4 separate regions of the Mus musculus genome follow, and regions 1, 3 and 4 are each linked to region 2. The links are chromatin contacts, called in public Hi-C and promoter capture Hi-C maps. All regions are on one chromosome and are shown on one strand. Each heading gives the region's core, a stretch centred on a gene start, on an enhancer-like site or on the middle of the called end of the contact. The rest is flanking DNA. Distances are from core to core; before and after follow the strand shown.

Region 1 (6,541 bases), core at 3,096-5,595, 520 kb before region 2:
GGGGGCCCTGTGGTCCATTCAATAGCTGACTGTGAGCATCCACTTCTGTGTTTGCTAGGCCCTGGCATAGTCTCACAAGAGACAGCTATATCTGGGTCCTTTCAGCAAAATCTTGCTAGTGTATACAATGGTGTCAGTGTTTGGAAGCTGATCATGGGATGGATCTCTGGATATGATAATCACTAGATGGTCCATCCTTTCGTCACACTTCCAGATTTTGTCTCTGTAACTCCTTCCATGGGTGTTTTGTTTCCTATTCTAAGAAGGGGCAAAGTGTCCACACTTTGGTCTTCGTTCTCTTGAGTTTAATGTTTTTCGCAAATTATATCTTATATCTTGGGTATCCTAAGTTTCTGGGCTATAATCCACTTATCAGTGAGTACATATTGGGCCAGTTCCTTTGTGATTGGGTTACCTCACTCAGGATGATACCCTCCAGGTCCATCCATTTGCCTAGGAATTTCATAAATTCATTTTTTAATAGCTGAGTAGTATTCCATTGTGTAAATGTACCACATTTTCTGTATCCATTCCTCTGTTGAGGGGCATCTGGGTTCTTTCCAGCTTCTGGCTATTATAAATAAGGCTGCTATGAACATAGTGGAGCATGTGTCTTTCTTACTAGTTGGAACATCTTCTGGATATATGCCCAGGAGAGGTATTGCGGGATCTTCCGGTAGTACTATGTCCAATTTTCTGAGGAACCGTCAGACTGATTTCCAGAGTGGTTGTACAAGCTTGCAATCCCACCAACAATGGAGGAGTGTTCCTCTTTCTCCACATCCTCACCAGCATCTGCTGTCACCTGAATTTTTGATCTTAGCCATCCTGACTGGTGTGAGATGGAAGAAAGTGCAAGAATTAGAATAATACACTAAAATTAAAGTAGATACCTAACATGGGAAAGAAATACTCCGACACCCTGATTAGTAATAAATCTATGCATTTGTTGGTGTGTTCCTGAGGGTGGATGTGTTACCTAGCTGCTTGCCATCAATCCCATTTGTGATTGTGCAGTGTCCCATCATCACGGGGAGCTGGCTGCCCAGATAGTGTCAATTTTTTCTTCCATCCTGGATGGCCAACCTACCACTAATGACACAAAGATGAGACGTGGTATAGAATCCTTCCAGGGGCAATTTTTTTAAGTAAAATATAATTGAATCATTTCCTCATTTCTTTCCCTCTTCTAAACCAGTGGTTCTCAACCTGAGGGTTGCAAACCCTATGGAGTTGACTGACCTTTTCACAGGGGTCACATAAGACCAGTCTGCATATCACATATACATAGTGGTTCATACCAGTCGCAAATTTACCAATATGAATTAACAATGAAAATAATTTTATGATTGTGGGTCACCACAACATGAAGAACTGTATGTATTAAAGAGTTGCAGGAAAGTTGAGAACCACCATTGTAAATTCTCCTGTAGAGACTTGTTTGTTTTCAAATTCATGGTCTTTTTCATTAATTATTAATTAGACATATACACAAGTGCACACATACAGAGTAATTTTATATTTTATTTATATTTTCTATATTTCCTAAATATGTAAAAACAGATTGCAATCTCACATGAGCTCCCTGCTCCTCTGATTTAACATCTTTCTGTTCCCTCCTCTTCAGTGATCCCTGAGCCTTAGCTGCTAGAGTTGTATTAGAGGAACAAATTTTTTTGCAGATTGATTGTAATAGCAGCTCTCTAATTGAATTTTACAACCACTCACCAGGAGGAAAATCATGCTGCAAACTGGAAACCTAGCCAACTACCCTGGACTAGTGAAGTCACAGATCTCAGAGGAGAACCTATAACCACTATGGCACTAAACCATGACAATCCCTAAGTAAATTTCAAATCTGTGTCCTTGGTCTAAAATATCAGTGGTGGCCCCATTTGTACTGGCTAGTTTTGTGTCAACTTGACACAGTTGGAGTTATCACAGAGAAAGGAGCTTTAGTTGAGGAAATGCCTCCATGAGATGCAACTGTAAGGCATTTTCTCAATTAGTGATCAAGGGGGAAAGGTCCCTTGTGGGTGGGACCATCCCTGGGCTGGTAGTCTTCGGTTCTATAAGAGAGAAGGTTGAGCAAGCCAGAGGAAGCAAGCCCGTAAAGAACATCCCTCCATGGTTTCTGCATCAGCTCCTGCTTTCTGACCTGCTTGAGTTCCAGTCCTGACTTCCTTTGGTGATAAACAGCAACATGGAAGTGTAAACCAAACAAACCCTTTCCTCCCCAACTTGCTTCTTGGTCATGATGTTTGTACAGGAATAGAAACCCTGACTAAGACACCATCCCACCTAGATACCATCTCTCTGCAACAGAAGGAGACCATTAGACAAAACTACACCCAACATGTAGAGTTGTAGAGCCTGGTCCCAATGGATGCATCTACAGAACACTCTTACCTCTAAGGCTCACTGGGCATTAGGAAGGGCTAGAGGATCAAGAAGTTTTCTGTGAGACTGTGTCTCCTAGGAATATTAGAAGCCACACCCTGAAAGTCTCATCAACATGACTACTAAAACAGGAACTGAACAAGAATAAAAGCAATAGACATGCCAAAGTAGATGGAGGAAAGAGCACAAGGCCTACAAAAGGAACTACAAGAAACTAAGTAACACTGAGAGCAAGAGAAATTACCAGGGAAGATAACTGGCTAGTTATCTAATACCAAATCATCAGTCCTGAAAACATACACACTAGTATCATTATACTCATAGTATATACTTATTATAGACATGTTAAATCTATCTATCTATCTATCTATCTATCTATCTATCTATCTATCTATCTATCTATCTATACACACACACACACACACACACACATAAATTGTACACACACACACACACACACACATATATATATATATATATTCATGTAGCGGAAATTGATAAAAATAAAGAGGCCATGAATTTGAAAAAAAGCAAGAAGGGGTGTATGGTAGTTTTTGGAGGTAAGATACAAAAGTGGAAAATGGTATAATTATAATCTCACAAATAAAAGAAATAATAACAAAACACTAAAACATCAATTGTAGCAAAAGCTCTAATGCTTTATTTAAATATTGATCCACTAAATTTTGATTAGGTCACCAGCTGGTTGTACATTGGAGAAAGGATGGCTTTTGGAGAAATAGCTAGTGGAAGGAAAGTATGGGAGTGAGGTTGAGAGAAGTTTTAGGATACCATCCCCTTCCCTCTTTAATACCTGGCTACAGTACAGCAAAGTAAGAAATATTATCTGTAAACATGTTCATTGTCATGATCTTCTGCTTTACCACACACTTATAAGCAACAGAGCTGAGGATTAGTGGACTTGAAATTCCTAAAACCATGAGACAAAGCAGACATTTCCTTCTTAAACTAATATTCAGAAGGGGACCATCAGGGAGGCCTAGGATATGAGAGATGTCCTTATGCCTCAGACACTCAGCCACATGTGTTAGGACAGTCCATCTAGATGCTGCGTGGAGACAGTGAAATGTCTCTGTTTAGGAAGAAATCTATAAAGCAAGGCTAGTGTTCACGCATAAATGTCTTTGTACCAATGAAATCTTGTTTTCCATTTTTCTTCCAAGTTAAACTACTCTACTTTTTGTTCTCCCTTGGTTCTGAAGCCCCTTGATCTATTATTGGAGTTTTGTTTTCCTATTTAACTATACAGATACTGGTAAGTTGATTGACCTCCAAGTTATGTAACAATGACGAAAATAATAATAATTAAAAATAATGTGTGCAATGGTTTTGTTTGTTTTATTTTGTTTTACTGCTTGTCTAACAAACATGAGTTTTTCTTGCAGTTCTAGAAGACCCAAGACAAAGTAGATTCTCACTTAGCTAAAATTAAGGTACTGACAGAGCCACATTTCTTTCTGTTGATTGTAGGGAGAACCCTTTTCCTTTTCTCTTTCACCTTCCAGAGACCATGAACCTCCTTCACACTTAGGCTCTCCCCTCTGTATCAGCAAAGCCAGGAGTGGGACATTCCTCACCTACTGATCTTGTATTGTTGCTTCTCATCTTCTTGATTTAGGGAACTGTTTCCTACTGAGATCACCTAGAGAGTATTGGGCAATCTTCCTGTTTTGAATCAGCTCACCAGGATTTTTACATCTGGTTTTGAATGAAACTTAACATACTTTTCCAGGATCTAGGTTTTGGTCAGCCTTGGGTTGTGGGTATTATTATGCCAATTATATCATCCACAAACTCACAGGTTGCCCCTAGCTCTGCATGCTAGGGAATGGCACTTCACTGGGGCAGTATCACTGGGTTACAAGTATCTCCACAAATGCAGCCATTTTTCTGGTTTCTCCCTTCACTGTTCACTTGATCAACATTTCAGTTTCCATCTGTTTTTCATAGACTATGTTTAGTCCTCCTAAAATTCTGTTGCCTGGGAAACACCCACAGGATTGGAAACACATCAACAAACCTAGAGAATGTTGTACTTTACTTGGTAATTTGAAAATATGTTTGCTTCAAAAAAAAATAGTCTGGGAAAAAAATACCAGTACTTAAACAGGTATTTTGGAGAAGTGGTTTGAGAGGTGATTTTTTTTTTAATGTACACCAATCAATGTTCCTTTTCCTTCTCTGTCACAGGATAGTATGACTTGAAAGAGATAATTTGCAAGCTACAAATTTTGTTAGTTTTAAGAAAGCTGAGTTATAACATTTGCATGGAAAATGTAGAAATGCGGGGTTATCAAATAAACAAAGTACTTTTTTGTTTAAAAAAAAGGTACATACTGAAAATAAGCTGTACATAAAAATGTCACCTCTCTGCTAGCTAACGCTGAATGAGAGTTTTGGCAGTTACATAATTTGGTGCTGCTCATTCAAGCACAACTATGTTCCTTAATCTTCTCTAATAATCAGTATGTTGGATTTTACAAATAAATTATTCATATCTTAATAGGTTTATTAATCATATCCATCATCCAGAAAAATAAAGTTTATTAACTGGCAATAGCTTTTAAAGTGTGAATTCATTTCTTAATCAGAGAAATATTACTAATTGAAGCACCATGAAGAACGAGCAACTGTGTCTTAATGGCTACATCAAGTGATATTGGCAATCCAACAATGAGGGAGCAAGGAGACTGTATTTGTTGAAACCTGTTCTGGTTCTCAGCTGAATTCCTTATCTGGATCTCCATAAGTATCTCAACCTGCTTCCAAATTATAGATTGGATATCGTTGTGTTATAGAAGGCTACAGTTTAAAAGCACATCATCTGCTATGCATAAGCCATTATTGTACATATAAGAAGTACAGTCACACATAGATATGATGGGATAAGATGTGGTTAAAGGTTCTTAGAAACATTGAGGATGAAAAAGATGCTTGTAATCTAAAACAAAATATAGGTTAAACTATCCACAGCATAAAGAAACATGTTTCATAAATGGAATATAAGAGAGGAAGACTAAGTCCTGGTAAGCAAGATGGTCTTTCAAAACCATTAGGGTTGTTGTTAGCTATGTTTATAAAGGAAGCAGCATTGGAGTTAAATATCTAAGGGTAGGCAGGGTTTTATTAGTTCCATGTAGAAAAGGTAGCATGAGAAAGTTACATAAAAGGGAGGAAACAGTGATCACTGATCCACATATTGGAAGATAGAGATTTATGGGGAGGATCGCTGTCAGCAGCAGCTTGTACCTACTTGTCTATCCACTCATGTTGTACACTCTTTGACCATATTCATCTTTGGAAATATCTAAGTATGGTCATAACCTTTTCTACACTAGATGCCTTCTATGATTTCTCATCTTGCTCTCTGAAGACCAAAATCTGTAGTATGCTCATTGCTGGGCACCTGCAGACATTGGTCTTGGTAAAGCTTTCAGCCTCTTCCCTTGCTTCTACAATAGAATACATACAACCTACTTGGAACCACTACATGCATTGTTTTTCTTGAGTACAAAATTCATGTGGCCCCATGTCTCTGCCTATTTATCTGGTATAGTTTCCTATGACCAGACTCCATTTGTTCATCTGAGTTCAGTCTTGGAAATTCTTGAAGAGTCTCATGGCTCCCATTCCAGGGTTGCAAGCTTGGCTTACAATCTCATGTGGACTATATTTGGCTGTAAGAGTTAAAGAATGTCATTTGCTTTTCATTTCCATTACAGTGATATGGCTTTCTCTGCCTTGAGAACATCTTTGTATCTTCTAACTATTGTAGAGTCACTTTAAGATCAACACTTACAGGACCCTTTATACTCAGGACATAATTTCTTGAGTCTGATATGTTAGTTGTTATGTTCCTTTGTTGCATAATTTCAGGACAGTGGCATTAACATTTTAACTAAAATTCTATTTTGAACCTGCCAAGAAAAGAAATCAATGGTACAAAAGGCTGCTTAGGTCTTGATAATCATGTACTGCATATACAGTATGCCAAACAATAATTGATTTCCAGATAGATAAGATTGACTCCTTAAAGATGAAAATGAATAATAAAACAATAGATCCAGACTGGGGAGGACATTGGTGTTAGGAATATTCAGTAGAAAAAAATAAGCCATGT
Region 2 (6,138 bases), core at 1,645-4,144:
TTATATGTAACAAGAGTGAGAAAGAGGCTATCAGTTTGAGAGGGAGGGCATGGAAGAAGTTGACAGGGCACTTGAAAGAAGCTGAAGGGAAGACAGGGAGAAGGAAAGCAATGTAATTCTATTTTAATTTTAAATGTATTAAAATAAAAAGTAATGATTTTTAAAAGGGTATACAGGGACTATAGTGTCTAAGACAGGATGCTAAACTGGAGATAGGACTTGCTAGACCAAGACCCTTAATGCAATATAATTAAGTAAAATACTAATTAAAGCTTAAAACAGTGTGTATCATACAGGGAGTGCTCAGTATAGCAATATCACAAGATAATGGTTTAATGGAATTACGATTTATTTCAAGGTCATTAACTTCTCTATCAAGAAGGATAGAATCTATAAGCAAATGACTCTTTCCAGCCCAGTGAATAGAAGGAGCCTATCAGTGATTTCACCTTCCCACAGGTCAGTATTAGAAAGAGCTGGCACCACTATTTTATAAGGACTTCTAGCCTGCTAGCTAGGGTGGGTGAGACAAGAGAAGGGAATGGTTTTTAGCAGCATGGTCTTGGACCCATGTTCCAGGACTCCTTTCTCTTCTCATTTCTAGGTGCTTTAAAATCTCCTGCCTGTTTCTGGAATGGTATTGATTTCCCTATGGGATTGTAATGAAAAAAATAGAAACATAAAAAACAGAGGAAGGAGTATAGACCTATGTGCTCTTTCTTGGAAGCAGCCATAATCTTGGTTGTTAAAAAAAAAATCTCAACCAAGACCAGACATGGATTTATTATGTTGCAAAAAATCTTTGACAGGAGCATTAATACCTGGATCGTGGCTCTACTGTAGATTAGCTTTATGACCTTGTATTAGTAATTTCTGGTGGAATTTTTCTAACCTTGCTCTCCTATATGCAAAAATGCAATAAAACTTCTTTTTTGTTGTCATTGTTTATAATAGACAAAGAAGATGGTACACTTTTAATTTCCAACCTATTTACAACCTAAGCAAGTATTTACAACATTTAAAATAAAATTCTTTTTATCAGTATTTCTGAAAGGACAACAAATAGGGCTGGAGAAGTGGCTTGGCAATGAAAAGCTCTAGTCGTTCTCCCAAAGGACCCCATATTAATTAGTAAATAAAACTTCAGTAAATACTGAAAATTTTGAAACAAAGATAAAAATTAAGTAGCCTCCAAAATCTGGACTTTCTATCTATCTAATGAGCAACCAATAATCTAATTCATCAAGCTGAAAAACCATAGGAATTGACACTTAAATCTTACCATTATGGGTGGCCTCTCCTTTGTGCTATCTGCATGCTGAGAAATCAATCTTTGTTTTCAGACTGTTAAAAAGAGATAGATTAGGAGAGTGTAAGGGAGGAGGCTGGGTGGGAGTGATGTAGGCAATTCTGTATCTTTAAGCAGATGCCTCCCCACTACTCAAAAGATGCTTAGCTTTACCTCCAGCAAAGGTGGTGGTGCAGTGACTATGCTATGAACAGTGACAAATCTCTCTTCTGCAGGCTTGGTCGGCAGTGACACAGGCAGATGCTAAACTTCAGCCTGTCTAGAAGTTAATTAGGTTACAAAGGCTGCCAAAAACCCCAAAGTCATTCAAAGAAAATTCAACACTGGAGCAAGATCTGAAGGAAACAAACACTAATCTTGAGTCTAAAAACAGAAATATAAATAAGAGAGGGGAGGAGGATTCAGGCAGGTGACACTCTGTAAACATTTTATCCATATTGTTTTAACTGCTGGGAGGTGAGGCATAATGTAGTCCTGACCCTTTCCCTGGGATGGATACTATATCTTCGTAAAGGCTGGAGCAGTGGCCAGCACTCTGCATTCATTACCTGTTACAGAATTTTCAGTACATAACCAGGGGCCATGGAGGGCGAGAGTCTCTGGATTCTGCTCCCGATTGCCTTCCTACTTGGAAATAGTGATTTTGAAAAGCTGATTCGCTAGAATGAATTAATTGACTAGCTGGCTAGGTTATCCACAGGAATTCTTCATGGGTTCTGTGAAATCATCACACAGTAACAAGTGCTGTCTGCTTCAGACTCTCAGGAGTAGTTGGAGCCTTAAAAACCTAGAGACCCAGTTCTTCCAAAGAGGTTAGCCCAGAATGAGTGTTGGGTGTGGGGTGCTCTAAGACTGTAAACAGCACTATGTAGGACTTCACTGCCACCCTCAGGACCCAGAGGAAGTGCAGACGATGGGGATGCCAGAAGATGCCCAGGATAGGAGTCTTCAGGTGAGAAGATAAACATGCCATGAAGCGACTAGCTATCATTTTGTTTGAGACAGGGTCTCACACTGTATATAGTCCAGGCTGGCCTGTCCTGGCACTAGCAAAAATCCTACTACCTCAGTTTCTAAGAACTGGTAATTAGAAATACGAGCAACCAACTAAGCTTTGTACCCACCCATCCTCTCCCCAGTCTCGAGGGTGGGGTGGGATGGGCTGTGTTTGCTCTCTAAAATATGATCCTGACCCAACCTCAGAATGAGAAATCTGAAGGTCCAGCTTCAAGGCAGGCTCCAAATACTCCCTTCTTCCTACTTCCCCATTCAATAAAATCACTCTTATCTCCTCTCCTGGAGTTTGTAGGGTTTCAGAGGGTGACGGCAATTACACATTTGGACTTCTCTGCATCTCATGCCACTTGGGATCCTGCAGATGTTCAGACCCTGGCCCCAGGATGCACAGTCTGATCCCCCTCAAAGAAAGTGATTCAGGCCCCTTCAGTGAGTGCAGATTACCAACAACCTTGAGCCAACTTTGCCACCTAGGCCCCCAAACAAAGGCCCCTTGCACTTTGCCAGAAGTGGGGCGTGGCAGAGAGTCTTTCTCTGTAGTTGCATCCTTCCCTTGAGCCAGAGCTCACACCCACTACTGCGTGGGGCTCCCAATGCCCTGGAAGCCGCCTGGTTCCTGCGCGCCCACAGGAGGGCGAACAGCCAGGAAAGGCTTCTCAGCGGGAGCAGGGAGGCTCCCTGGTCCTTTAAAGGTCTAGGAGAACTGCCCGCAGAGACTCGCTCCCCAAAAGGGTCCGCGACCACGCGGGGAGGGCCACGTGAGCATCGTGGCTTAGCTATAAAAATCCCCCGATTGCACGAGCGTGGGGAGAGAGCGCCGAGGCGAGACGTGTCCTCCCACGCCACGAGAGGCAGGGAGAACCTTTCTCAATGCCTGGAGCTTTAATGCTCCAGCCCCTTGGCGTGTGGTGTGGAGGAGCATTGAACTTTGGGGGACTTGGCAAAGGCTTGCAGACGCCCGCGCGACTGGATTCCCGCAAATGCACAGAGCTGGTTTGACCTTTAGGGGAGTTCGAGGGAGGATAGCAGGAATCTCGGGCAGATCGATCTCCTGTCCTTCACTGAGGGAGCCGCCTGGGGTTCTGGTGCGAGTCCTCCTAGGAAACCAAGAGGTCCCCGGGCTGCCCCCAGCCCGCGCATCTACACCGCAGCCGCCCCGTGAGCCGCGTTGTTTCTGAGAGTCCTGACCGACTCCTGCCACCGTCTCCTAAACTTTGACCTGCTCTGGTCCTCCGCCAGGTCCCCGACGCCCGGCTGCCCCCTCCTCCCGCGGTGGACACCAGTAGGGACATGGCTACGGGCTCCAGGAGAGGAGCGGGCTCTTCTCGGTGCAACCTGGCACCGCCCGCGTAGCATCCTCCACGCTGACCTCCTGCGCTGCGGCGCCGAGCCTCGGGCGGGAGTCAAGGCAGTCCTCAGAGGTGTAGGAGGCGACAACAACTGGGGACCCGAGGGTCCCTATGGCCGCTGCTCCAAAGCGGCTGCTGAGCGCTGCGAAGCTCGCCGGCTGCGCTCAGAGCTCCGAGCGACTCTGAGCTGCTTCGCCGGCGGACATCGCCCTCGCGGGACCGCGGAGGGTCAAAGACCCGAGAAGCAGAGACGGTGGTGGCAGCTGATCTTCCCTCCCACAGGGCGATGTGGCCGGCCGGTGCGGGCACCAAGCTGCCCTGTCCCCGGGACTCCGCGCTCCGGCGGGCGGCGTTCTCTGGTAATCTCACCGCCCTTCCTTCTCACCTGGTACCCGCCGGTCGCAGCGTCCGGGTCTTCATCAGCGCCAACCCTGAAGGTAAGTCCCTTGGCGCTTTAAGTAGGTCTGTTGGTCCTTCCTTTGATCTGCGCGGGTCCGAAAGTGTATGGGGCCCGCACAGCGGGGTACGCCCTGCTTCCCTGCGCTCCCTGCCTCCCTCTGCAGCCCCCAAGCGCGTGGGAATTTCATTCCAATCCCTTAATTTTCTTGAGCTCATCCGCTCCCCTGCTGACTACTAGGACACACTTGTCTTCCAGGAGTCAATCTAAAACATCGCAAAGGCGTTATTGGTAGACTTTCTAGAAGATCAATTCTGCCTCTACTACTCCATCGCCTTTGCCTCTTTAATGGGTTTCTTTTACCTAATACACAAATAATAGCTAGCCTCTGGTGGCCTGTGACTGAAAGGGGTTCCCTGCTGTCACTCGTTCTCACTCAAGTGCCAAGTATGTTCCTTGAAACACTGGTCCTGCAGATAGAAAGGCCAGTGGAGGTCCAGGGAGCGGCCCCCCAACCCAGAGCTGAATTAGTGCTGGTCCACTCAGATGAGCTCATCTTAGTTGGGCACTGGGACTTGTTCTCTCCTGAGCAGGTCAAGCGTGGGTCAAGCACCACCAGATAGATGCTGCATTGAGTAGTTCTTGGTTCCTAAGGTTAACTCTCCTTTCCAGTGAATGGTGAGAAAATGAAGAATGCACATAGCAAAGTGGATAAGAGTTCAGGGGAGAGAGAGAGAGAGAGAGAGAGAGAGAGAGAGAGAGAGAGAGAGAGAGAGAGAGAGAGAGAGAGAGAGAGAATGAGAGAGAATGAAAGAGACTTAAGAAGGATGTGTAAGATTATACAAGCCTGTTGTGAATTAACTTTTTCTGTACCACAGCAAACCTCTGACCTAATTGAAGAAAAACAAAACAAAACAAAAAGTTCACATTCAAATAATCACTGAAGAGTTTGATCCATTAAACATCCAAAGCTCTATTTTGTTGCTGTAAAAGGACAGAAAAGGTAACTTTCTGGAAACAAGCACTTCTAAAGGGGAGGGGTGAGCTACTGGAAATTTCTGGTAAAGTACTTGTGGTCACAATGGAATGGGGAAATAATTAAATAAATAATACAAAATTAAGGAGAGTTCTATGCGTGGAGGGCCTGACTGCCTTTCCCTGAGCTTACAACTCACTTTCCCAGAACCTAATAAAGGGTGCTTTTAGGAAGACCTGACAACATTAAGAATCCTTCCATAGCAAGTATACCAACCAGGACTTGGGCATGGGAAATGTTTAAATAACCATAAAATGGACAGCCTTGTTAAAGTTAGGGTTCAGGAAATCTACAAGTCTCAGCATAATGGCGAAAAGAATTATGTTAGATAATGTCTAGTCTTGCCATTTTCAGTTATCCAAGGTTTTCTTAATTGCCACGTGAATTGTTTGCCCTGCTGTGAAGCCAACTAAAACTCTTATCTTGTCCTTTAAGAAAACTGCTTCTAAAATAGTGTGAGTGTTCTGTTAATGTAAGCAGTGGTTAACTTGTTTCTTGCTTTAAATGTGCCTTTTATGGGATTGCATGATAATGAATTGATGCTGCCAGCTTAAGTAGAAACTGGAAAACAATTAATATGTGTTACACCTGCACCTGCATGGTATTCTTCAAACTCTCAACTTAGTTGCATTAAAAACTTAAACACACACTAAGCAGAGGAAAGCAAGCAAACACAAGCCACCCCTATTGGTCAAATGATTTTGCTGGACAGTTTCCAGGCTGATCTTAAAGGACCAGAAATATGAAGCTTACTTGAGAAGTTTTAGTAGAAGCAGGACTCTGAATTTTATCCAGATTGAAGAGCCAAGGGCATATTGAAAATAGGCAGAGATGGGCATTTTTAATGCTCTCAACCTGAAGCCTTAAAATGCTGGGAAATGCTCCATCTGAGGCAGCACTTTACCATGGCATCTTTATGGATGCAATTTAGAAAGCGAGTGCTTGTGTTTCGGTAGCATCCAATATTAGATTCTTGGACAATACTAAAGATAAAGAGCCTTTCCACTGTCAAATTAAGACAAAAGACATT
Region 3 (6,860 bases), core at 3,499-5,998, 880 kb before region 2:
CAAAGTTCCCGTTTACACTTGGAGTTAATTAGCTGAGGTTTGAAAATTCTTTCAAAGGACCCTGATATAGCTGTCTCTTGTGAGACTATGCCATGCCGGGGCCTAGCAAACACAGAAGTGGATGCTCACAGTCAGCTATTGGATGGGTCACATGGCCCCCAATGGAGGTGCTAAAGAAAGTACCCAAGGAGCTAAAGGGAACTGCAACCCTATAGGTGGAACAACAATATAAACTAACCAGTACCCAGGAGCTCTTGTCTCTAGCTGCATATGTATCAAAAGATGGCCTAGTCGGCCATCATTGGAAAGAGAGGCCCTTTGGACTTGCAAACTTTATATGCCCCAGTACAGGAGAACGCCAAGGCCAAAAGGGGGGGGGGGGGGGTGAGTGGGTGGGTGGTGGATTGGGGGGGTGGGTATGGGGGACTTTTGGGATAGCATTGAAAATGTAAACGAGGAAAATACCTAATTAAAAAAAAAGAAAATTCTTTCAAATTCTAATGGAGAGATCTGCCAAGTAAAGCCATAATTTGAGAGCAACCAAAGAAAGATGTTATGGTGGACACAACTCTAGGCTCTTTGGAGGGTGAGATGACTAGATATTCACAGGCCCTTTGAAGGGTTTCCACAAGGAATGTCAAACTGAAACTTGCACCACTGTGTTCAATGCCGACCCATGTGCTTCAATACCTGCATCTCTTCTGTTAGGAACGGGCCCTTTTCTAGCCCTAACTATAGTCTATAGCATATCTGTAGCTGAGCCCAATCCTTTCAAAATCTTGCACTGAGACGCAAACAGGCATACGCTCTTCTTTTCTCTGTTCCATTTTGTGATATAGTGAGCACAGCTTTAACATCCAATTAATCCAGACAAAAACTGAAATACTACTACAGTGCAGGACAAAGAACTTGACATGTAGAGTTATGACAGACACACTTGTGTGTGTGTGTGTGTGTGCATTACATCTCAACGTTGCAGTACAAATATCTATTCACCATGTCTCTGAATTTAAGAGCCACATTTTTAGACCAACAACCAGATGTTTCAAAATAGCCTACTGTGAATGTTTCCTCTCTGCATTTATAAATAGCACCCTGACCTCTTTTCCAACTGAATTCAAGAGCTTCCTCTTGATTCTGTGATTCTTAAAGTCTCTTGTTCTTACGGGAAGACAAGTACTTCAACTGTCTCTGAAGTTATATGTCTCTTTGTTTACATCCTTCAATAAATATTTAGGGGACACTGCTCTCTCCAAGATAATAGCGGGAAACATTTTCAGTTCAAGATAACAGTACTTCTTATCTCACTTGAGAACAGCATCGAGGGCTACAAAGTAAAGGGTCAGTGTCCTCCCTCCAGTAGGTTAAAAAAAGAGCAGGCTTAGGCCTGACAATAAGCAAAGGCACTGGTGTGGGTATAAACAACCAGCCCTGAGACAAACAGCCCAGTCCAAGCAAGGAAGGGCTTGGGAGACAGGACAACATTCTCAGAAGAACAGAAAGTATGCAAAATAGCACTTACTCTGAAACAACATGAAGACTCAGCTTTGTGCCCTTAATAGTTACAGGGTTTGCAGTGTAATGCTTTATTTCAATCACACACATGTGACACCATCCTTTAGAAGTGATCAGGGACTCTAGAAGTCTCCCATCAACTTAAGTAATACAACTAAGGACTGCAGCAAGTCAGGTCTTTCCAAGGGCTGAGGTCAGAGGAAGGGAGCTACTCAACAGGGTTTCAAGAAGAAAGGCCACAGGTGGAGACACCAACACCTGAAAGGAGATCAAAGGCCATGAAGGAGGCACAGGGAGAGCAGATAAATATCAGGCCACAGAGAGAAGGCGGAGCAGGTGGGAGGGATCCAGAGGTCAACAAGTCCTGATGTCAGAATGGCAGCTGAAGTCAGCTGAAGACCTGGAAAGTGAAGAGTCCACACTTCTTGTGAATGAAGTGAAACTCTCTCCACAGTCCTGACCATCTCTACCCCCAGTCTTCCAAGTCATCTGTTAACCAGGGAAATGATCAGTTTTCCTTGCTGTTGGACAGACCAAGCCTTTCTCTCTGCATGCTCGGCCACACAGCATAACCTGTGGTGTTTTACTGTTTGTTTTCTGTTTTGGTTTTTTTTTTTTTTTTTTTTGAGAACCTTCAGGAATGATGAGCCATTTCTTCCCGCAACGATCCACCCCTAGATACACATAAAAGTCAGAAAATAATTCTCTCTACCTCACAGAAATAGCTTTCAACAAAATCCCCACCTCATCCATAGCAGAACACATTTGTTCTCACTTGAGCATCAGTAGAGAAGTCTGCTTATGCTGAGTAAAAACTTGAAGAAAATTTCTACGCAGAATAATTAAAAGAGAATACCACTGCTATTCCAATCAAGGGAAAAAATGTGAGCCAAATGACCTTCCTAATATTATATATTCAATTCGGGTGACATATTTTACATATGTTAATGCATTGTTTCTATGTGTGTACATGTGTATGTGCATGTATGGGAGTGACACAGCATTTGCATGGAGGTCAGAGGTCAACTTGCTAGAGTCAGTTGTCTCTTCCCACCATGAGGCTCTGGGTCTTGGGGATCAAACTCACGTCATTAGGCTTGGTAGAAATATAGCCATATATCCACACTGTGACCAATGTTTTTAAAATGTAAAATAGTAAACTCTAATGTAGAAATGACTTAAGGAGGCATCCACTATGTTTGTATTCAATGTGTTTGGGTAAAAGTTAACACATATTTCCAGGACCAATAAGAAGACATCGCCTGATTAGCCTTTTACAAAGAATCAGAAACACTCCACAACTTAGCATGTGCAAAAGACCAGTAAGTGGCTCCAAAACAGAAGACTGAAGAGAGGGTGGAGCACATGACAACAGAAACTATTAAAGCTGCGGCTGTCGTTCATACTTTGAATTTTATGGTCAAGTTCACCACACGGAGTTCTTCAGCTGCAAGTTAATGTGTTAGGAAGTAACAAAACAGAAAGCAAAGTCTCCTTCTAGGACCTGGAGAATCCTCAGAAGCAAGTTTTTAAAACTTCAGTTTCCAAACGCTAATGTGAGACACAAAAACTGTAATCCAGTAGAACTTGAGTTCTATTTAACCATGGTAACTAAAAGTACTTCAATCTGAAAAGCATTCATTGAGTGCCCATGAGCCTCACAACTGGGAACCTGAGATGTCAGGAAAACAAGAATTTGTTTCTAAGCGGACCCTCAGCTACTCTTTTCACAAGCAACTCCCCCCTCAAAAAAAAAAAAAAAAAAAAAAAACTGCATGTGACAGGCCGAGGAGTGGAAGGAAAGAATACAAAACAGCAGACACATATAAATTAGCTTTAACAAGCTTTTTGACTTACTATCTAGGTACATTTTTTAAAAAAAAAAATGGCTGCGACACATCAAGTCTATATAAAACCCTCTTAGTGTGAAGACCCACCTTAAATATGTGTTCAATCTCTCCTTGGACAGGAGCCAGGGGATATTTCCATTTTAGGATATAGCCTACTTGCACGACCCACTTTTATTTTCTCTCTATTAAACATTGTTAAACAGTGGAATACCAAGTGCCTTTGCCTTCCATATTTCTCTTGTAAGTGTATAAAAGTCATGAATAAAAATCTTGTCGTTATTCCTTGCCTTTAAAAAAGTTACCTCATCCATAGCCACCTTCCACTTACAGGCAATGCTCCATACACTTCTGGTGCACAAAGCTTAAGTGAAGAGAATCGATACTGGGCTTGTAAGTACAAAGCTATTATTGGGAATAACAATGACATCCGATTAAATGTACTTTTAAAAATAGCGTATTCCAATACTTAAAAAAAAAAATAAACTTATGTGCTACTAAGTGTCCTATACTTCAAGGACAAACTTGGTATCTCTCATCTAACTTACAAGAGCCTGAGACAGTTTTCCACACAGCGTATCTTATCACTTCTTGTATTTTTTTCTAAATATCAAAGGCTATTGTTCACAATATAATTTCACAAACCTTCCAAGTCAAAGAAACTCCAGATCGCCACCAAGAAAACCAAGACTAAAGAAAACATCAGAATGAAGTAAAATAAAAACTTACTTCAATTAATAGATGGACACCAATTCTCCCATGAGAACTGCTTCCCACACTAAAGGTGAAAGAGCTGCCTGGTAACCGCACTCCAGAGAGGTCCCCTGGTACAGTGCTAGGTTCAAGCAGGTGGAGGCCGAATGATTGTAATTAAAGTTAATTAACAGGGCTGCCCTTAAGTGTGTAACCAGAAGGGTGTGGGGGGTGCAGGGGGGAGCACAGAGCCCCAAGTCATTACCTCCACCGAGAAAAGAACTCAGCGCCTGGAACTTGCCCAGGCAGTTTTTGGTCGGGGGCAGAGGGGGATGAGACAGTCTGATTGACTGGACTGTCAATCGTGCGGGTCAAATCCCAGAAGCAAGCGCAGCTTTCTAATCACTTACCGCCTTTGGTTTCTCTTCCGACGCCCACTCGCGGGACGCGCAATCCGAGCGACACAATCCAGAGCCGCCCGAGCACTCCACGCGTCCCGAAGCGCTGCGTTCTCGCACCCGGGACCGGACCGCGGCCAGCGCACCCCGGGGACTCGCCTCGCTCGCGCGCGGCCCGCGAGCCCCGGCAGCGCAGCGCCGGCTCGTCCCCGTGGGGCGCTGTCCCCGGCGGCGAGCGGGCGGACCCCGCGCCGCACCTGGAGGCGGGAGCGCGGCTGGGCTCCGCGGGCGAGCGCGCAGCCCCGGAAGCCGCGCCTGCCCGGGCCGCCCAGGTGCTCGGCGCCGCGCCCGGCTGCTTCCTCCCGAGCCCCGGGGGCGGGGATCCGCGGCCGGCGGGGGCGGCCCGAGCTCAACGGCGGGGGCGGCGGGGCAGGCCGTCCCGGTTCGGCAGCATTGTTGCGCAGCTGAGTCAGCCCGCCTGCCGCTCGGCCGCGCCTGCCGCCCAGGCCACCTGGAGCGCGTCTGCCCAGTGGCGACCCTGGAAGGGCGCGTCCCCCCGGGGCGGGGGATTGGCCCTGCCACCCTCCCGCTGAGACCCTCGCTGGGTTACAGATACACGTTGCTGGGACTGTGTGCGCTGACCTGGGCGGGTGGCCAGTGGGGTGGATCCTGCCGCCTCTGAATGCAGAAGCGCTACACTACCCAGAACTTTCCCTGTAGCCTCAGTGTTTCCCAAACTTCACACACATCTAGGACACCCTTTTGCCTAGGTTCCAGGAATAAGTATATCCACCAAACCCAAAGTCGGATTCTCCCCAGTCACCGCTACGACCAAATTCTAAGATCCCTTTTTTTAGATGAATCTCAGGAGGAGGAGCATAACACCCAATGGCCTGAGGAACACTTATCTCTGGGAAACTAGGTCTCAAACCTGGGGGTTGTTTGAGTCTGGAAGGCCTTTCTGTCTTTGAATCAGTCCTTAAATGATCTTGGTGATACAATGAGAAAAACAAAAAGAGAGAGAGAGAGAGAATCCCAGAAACCTACCTGAGAACAAGCAGGATCCTTGCTGACCTGCTTCATACTCCTGTTTTGAGTTTGTTGTTTGTTTTTAATAGATTACCTACCTGAGTTTCTCCCTCAAAACATGAAAGTACTTACTTATCTTCCTGCTGTATCTGTTGACGAAAGTGAAGCAATTACAGTGATGCGGACCTTATTATGAAAATAAGCTAATGGGTGAAGCTCACAGGGTGAGAGGCTTCCCAGGAGCTCAGGCCTTCACGAGTCCACATCACCAACTGCCATCCAAAACCACCATCTTTCCGGGGGTAAAGAGGGGCTTGAGCTGCAGCATCCTTTACACAGAAGGTTTCACAAGAAGGCCCTGGGCAAATTGCCTTCATTTTCTCCCAAAAGACTTGCAGAATTCTTTTTGTCTGTGTTATTTTTCTTTTGTTTAATCTTTGTTTCTTTCTTTTTATTTCTTTATTTTTAATTTATTAATTTATTTTGCTTTTAGTTTTACTTTCCACGCCATTTATTACAAATTTTCTGTGAGTTGCTCTTTCCCGGACTCATCTTCCCCCTTTGCTCCCGGTTTCTTTTTCTTTCTCTCCTAACAGCGCTCATATATTCCCACCACCACCTCCACACCCCCAATCTTCATTAGCCTTCTTAAATCCTTCTCGGAACAAGTCAGGCCATCAAATATACAAGTATTCTTACATCAGTTATGGTGTCTCGCGGGGGGGGGGGGGGGGGGGGGCAACCTTTAACATGTTACTTTTCACAGTTGCTTTTATAAGATAGTTTGGACGTGTGTCCTTAGACCATCTTAGTTCCTTAATCATGCCGTTCAGTTATCCGAGATTTTCAATTTTTTTTTTAATGTTGGATAATTTGAGCATGCAACTCTGAAGATACACGGTAAACAACTACAAAACAATCTCTAGATGCCATCTCTCCCAGGGGACAGACTATGGTGCTGCCGGGTAGACGTGTGATTTAATAGCCATTGTAGTAGGCAAAATGCCTCTCCACTACAGACTGCATACACCACTCCTGAGTGCTAAGTTGGTCTGCTGAATCTTCATATGCGGGTTTGGAGGGGTGGGGTGAGGAGATAGCTCGGGAAAGATGGTAAAAGCTACCTTTTATTAATTGCTTGTTAATCACCAGTCTCTAGCCAAACAACTGATACATATTTTATAGGTATGCCACAACTCTGAGCTGAAATAATTCTTCCAGTTTTATAAATGCGGGTTTAATTGAAGATGAAAGAGGCTCAGTAGTGAAGAGCAGATAAATTGAGCACATCTAAGCTGTATTAGTACAGCATAAATTATTTAAGTGACGCATTAAGAGGACAAAGTGGACAAAGAAATTGACTTTCTATAAGAATTAA
Region 4 (6,842 bases), core at 2,342-4,841, 680 kb before region 2:
TCATTACAACAACACCTTGCCTTCCTTCATTTGCTCTTCTCTTTATGTGATTGCATGTCAAAATTATGAGCTTAATTTTTAGTATGCTTGAATATTTATACATATGATTCATATTTCAAAAGGCTTGAGTGGGCTCTTCAATATTTTTAAGACTATAAAGTATGCCATGAGGCTAAAATCTCCACTAAACTGATATAAGCACTTCAAAAATTATTTATTTTTGACATATATTCTTTTATCATTTCACTCTTACGTTTTCCTGCTTCAAAGACTCCCATATACCCCCTCCCCCCCGCTCTCATTCAAACTCTTGGTCATCCCTTTCCCCCATAAATTGCTGTTACACTTACACACACACACACACACACACACACACACACACACACACACACATGAATACATTTATAGTCATGAATATATAAATCAAACCTACTCAGTCTGTATAATGTTACTTGTATGCATGTTTTTAGAGCTGAACATCCAGACAACCAATTGGTATGCTCTTTCCAGGGAAGACTACTGTCTCTTGCTTTCACTACGCCTTAGTTACCTACAGTTTTGCATTCAGGGTTGAGCTCTCATGGCCTTTCCTTCCTCTACATACGCATGTCTATTGCTCTTGTCCAAGTCAATCTCCCATTTAGGTAGTCATGTTAGTTAGATATTATGGGCATTTAAAAATGAATTTTTGTTTTCTCTTAGCAGATTTTAATTTACCTTCAAGAATCAGTAGCAAATATAAGTAAGACAAGGTTGTGAAATTTTGGAAATCCATGATATAAACCCCTATATACCCCATGCACATGGCAATCATGAATATTGTATTACCTGTATGCTTTTCAAAGCCATTCTATACTGAGACAAAGCTAGTTCATGAGTGTGTTCATCTCTTTTGAGCTGTACCTCAGCTCAGTCAGAGAAGAGAACTTTCAGTAGATTTGCCTTCAGGTTCTATAGAGAACCACAGTGACACAGCTTTTGTAAGGCATCTGTGTTCTAATGGCTTTTCAGTGATGCAGCTGCCCGATATAGCTATTCTGAAAGTTACTACTCACCGGTACTCTTTTTTTTTTTTTTTTTTCCATTTTTTATTAGGTATTTAACTCATTTACATTTCCAATGCTATACCAAAAGTCCCGCATATCCACCCACCCCCACTCCCCTGCCCACCCACTCCCCCTTTTTGGCCCTGGAATTCCCCTGTACTGGGGCATATAAAGTTTGCAAGTCCTATGGGCCTCTCTTTCCAGCGATGGCCGACTAGGCCATCTTTTGATATATATGCAGCTAGAGTCAAGAGCTCCGGGGTACTGGTTAGCTCATAATGTTGTTCCACCTATAGGGTTGCAGATCCCTTTAGCTCCTTGGCTACTTTCTCTAGCTCCTCCATTGGGACCCCTATGATCCATCCATTAGCTGACTGTGAGCATCCACTTCTGTGTTTGCTGGGCCCCGGCATAGTCTCACAAGAGACAGCTACATCTGCGTCCTTTCAATAAAATCTTGCTAGTGTATGCAATGGTGTCAGCGTTTGGATGCTGATTATGGGGTGGATCCCTGGCTATGGCAGTCTCTACATGGTCCATCCTTTCATCTCAGCTCCAAACTCCGTCTCTGTAACTCCTTCCATGGGTGTTTTGTTCCCAAATCTAAGGAGGGGCATAGTGTCCACACTTCAGTCTTCATTCTCCTTGAGTTTCATGTGTTTAGCAAATTATATCTTATATCTTGGGTATCCTAGGTTTGGGGCTAATATCCACTTATCAGTGAATACATATTGTGTGAGTTTCTTTGTGAATGTGTTACCTCACTCAGGATGATGCCCTCCAGGTCCATCCATTTGGCTAGGAATTTCATAAATTCATTCTTTTTAATAGCTGAGTAGTACTCCATTGTGTAGATGTACCACATTTTCTGTATCCATTCCTCTGTTGAGGGGCATCTAGGTTCTTTCCAGCTTCTGGCTATTATAAATAAGGCTGCTATGAACATAGTGGAGCATGTGTCCTTCTTACCTGTTGGGGCATCTTCTGGATATATGCCCAGGAGAGGTATTGCTGGATCCTCCGGTAGTACTATGTCCAGTTTTCTGAGGAACCGCCAGACTGATTTCCAGAGTGGTTGTACAAGCCTGCACTCCCACCAACAATGGAGGAGTGTTCCTCTTTCTCCACATCCTCGCCAGCATCTGCTGTCACCTGAATTTTTGATCTTAGCCATTCTGACTGCTCACCGGTACTCTTATAAGCTACCCTACTACATGCACTGATTCACCAAGCTAAACATGAATAGAACATTTTCCCTGTTCTGAGTTGATGCCCCATCTGGAACAAATAGACATATGTTAATATCTATCTAGAAAAATTACGTATATTAATATTCTACTTTAACTTATTACTCTAGAGCAAAATAAAAACAGATGAACCCACACTTAGAATGAACTCCAGCATGCTGGTAGTTGTGTGTAAAAGAACTTTGGACAACTATCTCTCACTTCGTCAGCAAGCACTCATTCTCTGCTAACAGTGGGTGACACTTTTACTTAATTGTAATTTTAATTATTTTTTCATATGATTATGCCTTTCCTACTTCTCTTTTAATTTAAAAACTATTTTAAGTACCCTTTAATAATTTTATACATGCATGCAATTTATCTTGATCCTAGCCAACCTAAATCCTCCTACTCATTCCCTCCTACCACCCACACATGCTAGCTCTTTTTGCCTTCATGTCCTGCTTTTCTTCTTTATCCTAAGCCACAGAATCCACCTAGTGTTGTCTCAGTAGAGTGTGGCGCCATCTACTTGGGGCTCTGGCTACCTCCTGGTGGCCATACTTCTAAAGAAAAATGGATATTTTATTCCCCCCTCTCTTTTTAATTTCCAAAGACATATTCTGTAACAAGAAATATTTGGAAATTGGCTTAGGCCAGGGGGATGCTTTTGGATGGCCCACTTTTTCTTTAACCTAGTCATGGTCATTTAGAAGCAGCAAAAATAGATTTAATAAATGAGTATTTTTAAAGGCATTTATTCCAGATATAGACAGCTCAATAGTTCTGAGGTTGTAGGATAAAGAGCTATTCAAGGAGTGAAAGGACCCTTTTAGAGCAAGGCGAAGAAAGAAAAAAAGAAAGGAGAAGCTGAGGAGGTGATGGGTCAGCACACTCCAGAGGGGCCAAAGGTGGAAACAGAATTTCTTATGGAGCAACCACGTGAAAGGAGAGCAGCTAAGTTCTGATATTCAAAGGGGGAGAAAAGCAAAGAGGTCATATTTGAAAACATAAATGATAGGTCTAGAGCTTTCTTATTTCAAACAGTTCTGTACTGCTAACTCTCAATATAAATGTATTAAAAATAAATAGATTAAGCATATGTGACTAGAGGAGAAATTGACAGCAGTTATTTGTGTAATAGTTTCAAAGGCTGTAGACTCCTTTCAATTTCCTGTAGTCACAGTGCTCAATAGAGGATTCACCTTAGAGGCCTCAATATATACAATTTAGGGAGTGAGTAAATGCAGACAGGGCTGGCAGGTCTGCCTTCTCCAAGGAGGCCCTGTGCTTGAACCCAGCTGGACTCTTGATTCTCAAAGAGGAAATGAGTTTGTTTACATTGCACAATGTTGAGCAGCCTGTGTTCCCTCATGAAGGAGAACATGGCATTCACCACAATTGAGGAATGACCTTTTCTTCCCCTGGAGCAATGGGAGTTTAGCAGCTGGTGGTGGACTTACTGCCATGGTCTTTAGAAGGTTAGTTCCTGGCAGGCTTTCGCCTTTAGCTGGTCTATTGACTTTTTTTTTTTTCTTGTAGTTTAGAAAATAGAGCTAGCCCAACTGCTAATGTCAAGCAAAGACATTTGTTAGGCTAGTTCTTGGCCAGTGATCTGACTTTCGTATTTGCAAGAAGAACAGAAAAACAATCCCAGTTAACAAGAATTTATTGAACAACTACTTTGTACCATTTTAAAAAAATCACGCAAACTGATTTAAGGAGTTTATGCTTCTGAGAGACAATTGTGTGTTTTAAGAAATATTAGAATGCAATCTATAGTAGAAATATGAAAGGACTTTAACACAAAATAGGGATAAATATATCTTCTTTAATATCAAATGAAAAACAAAATCAAATCTCTATTACTACTCCATATTATTAGGACACTGCGTTCTTGTTTTTAGGCTGTACTAACCACATTGATTTTTGGAAATTCATTTTGCATAGTATCAAATGGAGATACAATTGTTTAAGTCAACTGATTTGTAGTTTTACTAAATTTGTATACATATGTACTCTTTTAAAAGCAATCTGCCAATTTAACAAAATCTCAAATTAATAATGAAATGCTCATTTTCTATGTGAGGACATAAAACACTATTAGACGTCTATAAAAGACAAATGAGGACTACTAAGATATGCCAGCATCTGTCCATCAGAATTTGGAAAATTATATATATATAAGAAATACGTGTAAAACATTGGTAATATAAAATGTTAATTTGATTGGGAAAATGTTGTTTCTAAAATTACATTCCATAGATTTTACCCTAGCATCTTCTCAAAATAAATGCATTTCATATAACACGTACTGTGCAGAAATATTGCTGGTAATTGCTCCAATTTAGAAATGGCTTTAATGTCCATCAACAGAACCACAAATATGTACTAGTACAAGACTACTCCTTAACAAAGTGCCATGACCTCAGTGAATTAAATATTTTTCAGATAGTTCTGCTAGATTCTGGATTAAGTTTTAGTAAGCTAAAGTCCAGTCATTATTGGCCCTGGTTCTGTCTGGGCATGCTGGGGAAATATTCATTTTCTTGTTTCCTTTAGCCTCCTTGGCTTTTACAGTAATATTTCCTTTTTCATTCTATCATTATATGGCTTTCTGCTTTCTTTTTACATCCCAATTTCCCTTACGAGATCATTTCAGCTTCACTGGATCTGCAATGATAATGGAAAATGACTTCTAATTCCAGAATCCTTAACTTAGTCAATAACTTAGCGTCCCTTTGGATATAAGGTAACTGACACTCCCAGGCACTACACAAGGGCACAGTTATCATTTGGGAAGCTTAATCTAACCAAGCAGACTCACTACTAAACCAGAACAAATTATTTAAATATACCAAACTACATATAAAATTATAAACACACCACTGACTAATATGACCATAAAAGACAAAACTACACAAATCCATTTATATTCAAGATATTCTAAATTAGCCTGTGATAAGAATATTATGGAAATGGTCATTTGCATTAAAAATGACTATAGAGCAGACTTTGGGAGATTTGTGAAGTACATGTCATGCTTTATCTTGTTCTGTGTTGTAGTTCCATATTGTATGTTCTTACGTGTAGTCAGAAATTTAAAAAATGCTTTTACCTTAGTTTAGTTCATGGTTCGTCTATTTTTTGTTTATTTGTTTTATTTTGTTTTTCTTTGCTCTTTTAAAGTACAATCATCTTACCATGTCTAATCCTGAGTTCCTTGCTGTGATTCTTGTTAATTCACATGGTTTCTCCCATGGCTCCTATTTTCATTGATAGCTCCATTTGGCATCTTTAGAGGTATGTATGTGAAATGTATGACCCGCATCAAATCAGGGTTCCTCCAGACAGGGGTACCCACAATTTGCAGAAGGAATTTAGAAAAGCTTTGTGTAAATGATTGATGTACTCTTATGACACATTATATTAGCATAGCAAAAACATGCACTAATTTTGTCCAGATATAAGCATGTGTAAACTAATAAGTGTATGCTCCCACTTTTGTGACAGCAAGGTGAGTCCAATCTCTTAAAAAATATGGTGATACAGTATAAAATCCCAAGAAAGAGTCCATAGCATGAACCAAGGGTCAGTTACATTTATGATTAGATACAATATTCTTGCAACTTTTCCAACTTGAGCCAAAGCAAATGACTACTATAAGTCCTCAGACTCACCAAATACTCTTGAACAGAAAGCCAGGGTAGTGCCTTTCTGTGATGGTTTGTCTATTCTTGGACCAGGGAGTGGCACCATTTGGAGGTGTGACCTGGTTGGAGTAGGTGTGTCACTGTGGATGTGGGCATATGATCCTCACGCTAGTTGTCTGGAAGTCAGTCTTCCACTAGTAGCCTTTGGATGAAGATGTAGAACTCAGCTCTGCCTGCAGCATGCCTGCCTGGAAACTGCCATGCTCCCACCTTGATGATAATGGACTGAACCTCTGAACCTGTAAGCCAGCCCCAACTAAATGTTGTTTTTATAAGACTTGCCTTGGTCATGGTGTCTGTTCACAGCAGTAAAACCCTAACTAAGACAACAACAAATACAGAAGTGGATGCTCACAGCCATTCATTGGACAGAGCACAGGCTTCCCAACGGAGGAGCTAGAGAAAGTACCCAAGGATCTGAAGGGGTTTGTAGCCCCATAGGAGGAGGAACAATATGAACAAACCAGTACTCCCAGAGCTCATGTCTCTAGCTGCATATATAGCAGAAGATGGCCTAGTCGGCCATCAGTGGGAGGAGAGGCCCTTCGCCTTTCTTGCGAAGATTCTAGGCCCCAATATAGGGGAATGCCCACTATCTCCCCATGTATTCAATATAGTGTTTGAAGTCCTATCCATAGTAATTAGACAACAAAAGTAGACTAAAAGGATACAAATTGAAAAGGAAGAATTCAAAATATCACTATTTACAGATGATACGATAGTATACTAAAGTGACCCCAAAAATTCCACCAGAGAACTCCTAAACCTGATAAACAACCTCAGCAAAGTGGCTGGGTATAAAATTAATTCAAACAAATAAATGGCCTTCATCTACCCAAAGGATAAACAGGCTGAGA

What was found. Promoter capture Hi-C pulls out the DNA fragments that hold promoters and counts their contacts. A called contact is a pair of places that touch in the nucleus more often than the background predicts.
Region 1: a promoter capture Hi-C map of hippocampal neurons shows a contact between it and region 2, with 6 times the contacts expected there. The contact joins the enhancer-like site here to the promoter of Nwd2 in region 2. A contact is called at or near these places in 6 of 39 promoter capture datasets (embryonic stem cells, frontonasal cranial neural crest, hippocampal neurons and 2 more) and 2 of 115 datasets of contacts at active chromatin or transcription factors (craniofacial prominence and neural progenitor cells).
Region 3: a Hi-C map of cerebral cortex shows a contact between it and region 2, with 2.4 times the contacts expected there. The contact joins the promoter of Arap2 here to the promoter of Nwd2 in region 2. A contact is called at or near these places in 7 of 39 promoter capture datasets (the 3T3-L1 cell line, cranial neural crest, embryonic stem cells and 4 more) and 1 of 484 Hi-C or Micro-C datasets (cerebral cortex).
Region 4: a contact with region 2 is called in a promoter capture Hi-C map of second pharyngeal arch cranial neural crest. The contact joins the enhancer-like site here to the promoter of Nwd2 in region 2. A contact is called at or near these places in 14 of 39 promoter capture datasets (the 3T3-L1 cell line, the C10 cell line, cranial neural crest and 8 more), 2 of 115 datasets of contacts at active chromatin or transcription factors (forebrain and stem cell-derived neural progenitor cells) and 1 of 9 other capture datasets (embryonic stem cells).

Annotation. Positions count from the first base shown.
Region 1 is chr5:63,128,361-63,134,901 of GRCm38.p6, forward strand. No RefSeq gene overlaps it. Among named protein-coding and RNA genes, the nearest start is that of Dthd1, 320 kb to the left of the region's middle. Within about 2 kb of position 4,346, at least 18 of the 459 cell types and tissues checked have an H3K27ac peak or open chromatin away from gene starts, as enhancers often do. A contact at or near this core is called in hippocampal neurons, where this site is marked.
Region 2 is chr5:63,646,209-63,652,346 of GRCm38.p6, forward strand. Nwd2 (NACHT and WD repeat domain containing 2) reads left to right here and starts at 2,895. Exons shown (of 7, transcript NM_177006.3): 1 at 2,895-4,112. The coding sequence starts at 3,962.
Region 3 is chr5:62,761,429-62,768,288 of GRCm38.p6, forward strand. Arap2 (ArfGAP with RhoGAP domain, ankyrin repeat and PH domain 2) reads right to left here and starts at 4,749. Exons shown (of 33, transcript NM_178407.3): 1 at 4,466-4,749.
Region 4 is chr5:62,962,655-62,969,496 of GRCm38.p6, forward strand. No RefSeq gene overlaps it. Among named protein-coding and RNA genes, the nearest start is that of Dthd1, 150 kb to the left of the region's middle. Within about 2 kb of position 3,592, at least 1 of the 459 cell types and tissues checked has an H3K27ac peak or open chromatin away from gene starts, as enhancers often do. A contact at or near this core is called in second pharyngeal arch cranial neural crest, where this site is marked.